Linked DNA regions of Hordeum vulgare: region 1 is linked to region 2. Evidence: chromatin contacts called from public Hi-C data. All regions are on one chromosome and are shown on one strand. The core of a region is the stretch at or near the end of the contact, and the rest is flanking DNA. Distances in the headings are between cores, read along the strand shown.

What was found. A called contact is a pair of places that touch in the nucleus more often than the background predicts.
Region 1: a Hi-C map of seedling shows a contact between it and region 2, with 3 times the contacts expected there. The contact joins the promoter of LOC123410001 here to the promoter of LOC123409950 in region 2. A contact is called at or near these places in 2 of 6 Hi-C or Micro-C datasets (leaf and seedling).

The regions. Positions count from the first base shown.
Region 1 is chr7H:66,255,290-66,258,809 of MorexV3_pseudomolecules_assembly, reverse strand. LOC123410001 (inositol-tetrakisphosphate 1-kinase 4-like) reads left to right here and starts at 2,107. Exons shown (of 1, transcript XM_045102871.1): 1 at 2,107-3,520. The coding sequence starts at 2,466. The coding sequence ends at 3,500.
Region 2 is chr7H:65,927,829-65,931,162 of MorexV3_pseudomolecules_assembly, reverse strand. It overlaps LOC123409950 (histone H3.3), which reads right to left and starts at 2,040. Exons shown (of 1, transcript XM_045102820.1): 1 at 1,289-2,040. The coding sequence starts at 1,919. The coding sequence ends at 1,509.

The DNA.
Region 1 (3,520 bases), core at 858-3,357, 330 kb before region 2:
TCCCGTTCCTACTACGTGCGTGTAACCATGCCTTGCCGACAGAGAAAGAATCGGGTTCCACGGAGATTGACGAGTTGGTGGTGGGCGCGTCAATGTCTGCCCCCAATATGGAGCAACTCGCCACTCCTCCACGAGCTAGCTTGGAGCAACGAGTTGTTGAACCCCGATGCGTCTTGGGCCTCACCTTGCTCAGTCGACCATGCGTGGGAGATGGACCAGCGAGTTGCCTTGCTCGTATTCGGTGTGTAGGGCGGGCCACCCAACCGGCTTTTATATCGGAGAACTATTCATCCTGCTCGTCGGGTTGCATCAAAGGGTGGAGAAGGAGAAGATGGGAGGCGGATTTGGTGGTGCACTTCTTGCCCGGCGTCCGCCCAATTTAAGACTTGGATCGGAACTACGCCCAGCGCACGTGACCCATTTATTTCTACGCACACATTTGAAAAGGCATGTAGCCGTAGATCAAGCCAGCGACCATGCCGTCGTCCAAAGTTCATGCCAGCACCATGCCAGCAGCGAGCATACAATGCGAGCTTCAGAAAACACCACACAATTCATGCTGGCGCACTTGCCAGAGGCCGGCAAACATGCCAGCACGCAAAAAGGGGCGGAAGTTCGACCATGCCATCGCGGCCGTGATCATGCTAGCACACTTGCCGACATACAAAAAAGGATGGCGCTCGCCGTCATAGATCACTCGTCCTCGAACTTGAGCATGTTGGCATGCATCTTCTCGAACCACGGTCTCATCCTTGGCGACACGATGTTGAGATCGACCTTCATGATCTCCATCCCCGTCATCATGCTAGCGAGAGCCACTTCTTTCGTCTTGGTCTTGGCATTGGTGGCCTTGATCTCTATCATCTTGGCTTGCTTGTCTGCCTCCATCTCAAGCATCCTGACTTGCTTCTCCGCCTTCATCTCAAGCCTCCTCATAAGGGGCATGCCAGCTTGGTCATAGGTCGATGGCGTGAACGGCCCGCCTCGACCCTCCTGGCTTTGGGTCTCTTTGGGGTTGTAGCCAGCCGCAGCCGCATCGGCACCACCTGCGTCCGTCGCAACACCCTCGAAGATGATGCTATGCATGAAGCGGTTGGCCCTCTTGTCGTGGACGGCCGCTAGTATTCCATTGAATAGGTTGCGGGCGCCGGAAAGCATGTCGACTGACATCTCCCGCGCGCGTTTCCTCGCCTTACAGGATGACGAACCATCGGCTACCGGTGTGGCGTTGAGGTCGACGGGCACAGCCGCGGGTGCGGATGGCGCAACCACGCTCACCTCCGACGAGCATTCACCAGAGAGGCGAGGGGCTTGCGGGTAGACATGGAAGCCGGGGATCGGCTGAGTTGTCGACGCGCGGGTCGACTCCATTAGTGCAATCTGAGGGAACGCAGACGAGCCTATGCTGGCCACAACCATGGCGGCGTTGATGAACCCGTGCTGATGAGGGTTTAACCCTAGGTACAATAGTGTCTCCCTTGTTGCCGCCACGACGCGTGCAGCGGTTCTAGCGGTATCCTCCCGCCGCGCTGCGGTGGCTATGGCCGCGATGGCCGCAGCTTCTTCCCTTGCATCCGCCGCTTGCCTCCGGCCCTTTCTATTCGCCCACTCCCTAGCCCGCTCCTCGGGCGTCAGCTCTTCTTCTTCTTCTTCTTGGGCATGGTGGCGGTCTTACGGGGGGGGGGGGGGGCGTGAAGCTTACCTTTGTGGGAGGGGGCGATCGTGATGCCGGACGAGCCGAGGGAGGCGAGGCCGATAGCGACATCAAGGTCGTCGTCCATGGCGAGCGGACGCGGAGCGTGCATGGATGGGAGGGTTTTGGAAAGTGAAGGGAAATGGTAGTGGCTTTGCCACCGACTGGCAGGCCGGAGGGAATAATTGGTGCGTTCTGTCTTGTGTCCGCAGCGACGTAAATTAGACTTAAAAATGGACCAGGTATTGATCGACCGCAGCGACGTAAATTAGACTTAAAAATAGACCAGGAATTGATCAACAGGCAAACGAAAAGCAAACACACGTTCGTTTGAATCGGTCTGTTAGGACGACTTTTCTATTTGTCACGACCCAAACGGATGCCTGTGGACGAAATCAGTCGGGCGTTAGAGTTGCTCTTGGTGCTTACGAAAAGTGAGCGTATAGCAGACTGAGATTTTCGATTAGCGAATGTCTCGCGGTGTGCGAAGTCCAACCCCATGTCGATCACCCCTCGGCCGACTAGCCGAAAGCAGCTAGACGATTCCCATTCGGCGCATAATTAGCGTTTGAACAGAATTGTGTGCTAGATGGACAAGAAATTCATGAGCAGAAAAAGTATTCCAGCCCATAGCGAAGATGCTCTTTCTAACTAGTGTACTATAAATCAAGGCGTGCTGTGAGCTGAGCAGGGGAAAGGCAGTGAGACAGGGGAGATAAAGACACAGAGAGAAAGAGCAGAGAGCATACGCAAGAGATAAGCTTTCTAGCTCATGGGAGGAATGGCGGCCGAGCAGCAGTCGCCGGCGCCGACACGACCTCCTCACACCTACACCATCGGCTACGCGATGCAGCCCGACAAGTTGGACACCGTCATCCAGCCGTCGCTCGTCGCCCTGGCGGCCGAGCGCGGCATGCGGCTCGTCGCCGTCGACCCGTCCCGCCCCCTCGTCGACCAGGGGCCCTTCCACCTCCTCATCCACAAGCTCTACGACGAGGCGTGGCGCGCGCAGCTGGAATCCTTCTCCGCGGTCCACCCGACGGTGCCCGTCGTCGACCCTCCCGCCGCCATCGGCCGGCTGCTGGACCGCGGCTCCATGCTCGACGTCGTCTCCGAGCTCAACGCCACCGTCCGCGTGGGCTCCCTGGGCGCGCCCCGCCAGGTGGCCATCGACGACGCGGCCTCCCTGACCGACCCGGGCGTCGTGGGCGCGCTCCAGTTCCCGCTCATCGCCAAGCCGCTGGACGTGGACGGCAGCGTCAGCTCCCACGCCATGTCGCTCATCTACCGCCGCGAGGGCCTCGCGGGGCTGCACCCGCCGCTGGTCCTCCAGGAGTTCGTGAACCACGGCGGCGTGCTGTTCAAGATCTACGTGATCGGCGGCCACGCGACCTGCGTGCGGCGGCGCAGCCTGCCGGACGTGCCGGCGGAGCGGCTCCTGGACGTGGAGGGCGACGCGTCGGTGCCCTTCCACAACGTGTCCAGCCTGACGACGGTGCACGCCGACACGGACGACGACGTGGGCGACGACGCGGAGATGCCGCCGCCGGGGTTCGTGGAGGAGGTAGGGCGCGGGCTGCGGCGCGCGCTGGGCCTGCAGCTGTTCAACTTCGACATGATCCGCGGGAGGAAGGCCGGGGGCCAGTACTTCATCATCGACATCAACTACTTCCCCGGGTTCGACAAGCTGCCGGGGTACGAGATTGCCCTCACCGATTTCTTCGGCGACATGATTCGTGGCGCCGCCGCCGCTGCTACTGCACCCGACGACGAGGCCGACGCTACCGAAGCCTCCAACGTTCTCTGAGCGGTGTATGGGAGGCCGTT
Region 2 (3,334 bases), core at 791-3,290:
CAAGTCGTCGACGAAGCTGCATCGGAGCGCTCTCCGGGCCATTGGAACTCCGTTGCGGCTGCGGTGAAGCGTTGCCGGAGCTAAGAGTGTTGGAGCTGCATTCAAGCACGTCGGAGGATCGTCAAAACTTCGTCAGGGTTATATTAAAGTCACCAGAGCTGCCGGAGGGTCATCAAAACTTCGACAGGGTTTTAATGATGCATTGAAGCACGTCGGAGGATCATCAAAACTTCGTCATGGTTATATTAAAGTCACCAGAGCTGCCGAAGGGTCATCGAAACTTCGTGAGGGTTTTAATGAAGCACGCCGGAGGAGCTAAGAGTGTTGGAGCTGCATTCAAGCACGTCGGAGGATCGTCAAAACTTCGTCAGGGTTATATTAAAGTCACTAGAGCTGCCGGAGGGTCATCAAAACTTCGACAGGGTTTTAATGATGCATTGAAGCACGTCGGAGGATCATCAAAACTTCGTCATGGTTATATTAAAGTCACCAGAGCTGACGAAGGGTCATCGAAACTTCGTGAGGGTTTTAATGAAGCACGCCGGAGGGTCATCGAAACTACCTCAGGGTTTCAGTGAAGAAAAAACGAAGCACGCCGGAGGGTTATCAAAACTTCGTCAGGGTTTCAGTGAAGAAAAAACGAAGCACGCCGGAGGGTTATCAAAACTTCGTCAGGGTTTCAGTAAAGCAAGCATGCCAGAGGGTCATCGAAACTTCATCAGGGTTTCAGTGAAGCACGCCGGAGGGTCATCGAAACATCATCAGGGTTTCGATGAAGCCACCAAAGCTACAGTGAAGCATGCCGGAGGACGGAGCGTCGGCGGAGGTGCCGATGCGAGATGCACAGGAGGAAAACGGGTTGGGTTGTGCTAGGATCCGGCCTTCCGTTCTTAAATATTTGTTTTTTACATATTTTACTACGAATTAAATATGAATGTATAAGTTTTGTTTGTATACTATTCCCTCCGTTTTTAGATATTCCATTACAGACTAGTAATATATGAATGTATGAGTTCGGAGGGAGTAGAGGCAAAGAGCAGATTCTTCGAACGTTGAAAGAGATTCAACTGGATTCGTGTTAGGTTGCCATCGAAAACTAACCAGCAGGATTTGGTGCCGCGTGTGCACCCAAATTAAAAAAAATCTCCACTGCAGCCACACGGCCGAAGGCAGCGCCGCACCACAAATCTCCAACGCAGCCACACGGCGATCCCACGGCCGGAGGGCAGCGCCCAACCATGTCAACAGAACGCTCAACAGCAAAGAACATTAAGCTGAAATTTCAGACTTAAGACAACGGTAACAAGCATTTGTTTGAATTTTGGATAAACCAACCATATACAAAACATAAGGAGCCAAGTCTTCTCAACTATGTTAACCAATCAGAATTTAACAAGTACACATTAAAAGCTTGCCCATTGGCGCTAGCTAACAAGATGTAGTAAAACCATACAAGCTACGAACAAGCAATGCGGCGGTGGAAATCGCGAAGGCAGATGCTGCTTCATCTAGGCGCGCTCCCCGCGGATGCGGCGGGCGAGCTGGATGTCCTTGGGCATGATGGTGACGCGCTTGGCGTGGATGGCGCAGAGGTTGGTGTCCTCGAAGAGCCCCACGAGGTACGCCTCGGCGGCCTCCTGGAGCGCCAGCACGGCGTGGCTCTGGAACCGGAGGTCCGTCTTGAAGTCCTGCGCGATCTCCCGCACCAGGCGCTGGAAGGGGAGCTTGCGGATGAGCAGCTCCGTGCTCTTCTGGTACTTGCGGATCTCGCGCAGCGCCACCGTCCCGGGCCTGTAGCGGTGGGGCTTCTTCACGCCGCCCGTCGTCGGGGCCGACTTCCTCGCCGCCTTGGTGGCCAGCTGCTTGCGCGGCGCCTTGCCGCCGGTCGACTTCCGGGCCGTCTGCTTCGTACGCGCCATCGATCTCTCCTCCTCCTTGGCGACTTCGAAGTTCGGACTTGGCTGTGTCTCTGTTCTTGTGGGTCGTGGGACTTGGGAACTGGAAGGGGACAGATTTGCGTAGTGAGGCAACGGGAGGGGAAGTTTGGTGGGGATTTATAGATGACGGACGGGCAAGGGAAGCGTGGCCGACGCGGTTTCTTCTGATCGTGTGAGAGAGGGTCTCGGATTGTGTTTCGACGTTTGATTGGATCTAACGGCTGGAGGTTGCGGAGAGGAAGCACACGATCTGCGTGCTTGGCGCTGGTTGGTGCGAGGTCCCCGACGAGGTGCGGATCGGTGACGTGGCGGTGCATATGGCTGTGTGTCTCGTGAGTTCATCGCCCGGCTCTGTTGCCTTTTTTATTTCAACCACCTTTCTTCAGTATATTTCCTCCGTTCTTAAATATAAAGTGTATTATTTTTTAAAAAAATTAAAATTTTCAAACTTCAACCAAGTTTATTGATAAAAATGACAATGTTTAGAATATCAAATCATTATCACTAGATTCATCATGAAATATATTTCTATATTTTGCATTTTTAGTATTGTAAATGTTTATATATTTTGCTATAAAGTTGGTCAAAAATAGGAATTCTTTGACTTTTTAAAAAATTAATACATCTTATATTAAGGAACAGAGTGAGTATTAAAATAAAATACACGTGAAAAAGTGGAGGAAAAAATGCATGCCTTCTTTTCTTTGCGGGTAAAAAATAGAACAATATACACGTGAAAAAGTGGAGGAAAAAATGCATGCCTTCTTTTCTTTGCGGGTAAAAAATAGAACAATACTCTCTGTCGTTGATCAGCCGATCCTGTTTTGGTTGTTGGATGCGATGCGTAGAAACCATCAGATTGAAGCGTGTGTCTCCATTCCCATATCTTGGTGCGCAAGGCTTTCTCTTTCCCACCTCCTCATCTCAAAGTGGGAGAGCGCGTGTAGGACGGGAACGTGATCACGAAACCCTCAAATCGTCGTCGCTCGCTGGGTCGCCGCCGATGACGGTGATGCCACACGTCTTCTCCGACGACGATGCTCGTAAGGAAACCTCTCTTGCTCTTAATTTTTGTTGCACATCTCGTCGTCAAACGGGTTGCAACTTCCTCGTCGATCGGTGCCAACTCCTGCCACGATGGTCCATGGTTGCAACACTCTGGTACGTCGCCCCACCCTCGTCGTCCACCATCCAAAATGAAAGGTTCTACAACGTTCAAATGCTGCAACTATGGCAAAATTTAGAGTGATCTACAATGTGATTTAAACTATAATAACACTCCTTTCTTGCGGCGCCACGCTTATCCTCATCTCCTCCACTCTAACGCCCTCGCAACTCACTTAATGCCTGTTTTTAGACTCCCCGAGAAGATCCCTAAAAAGCTATATGCTATCTGC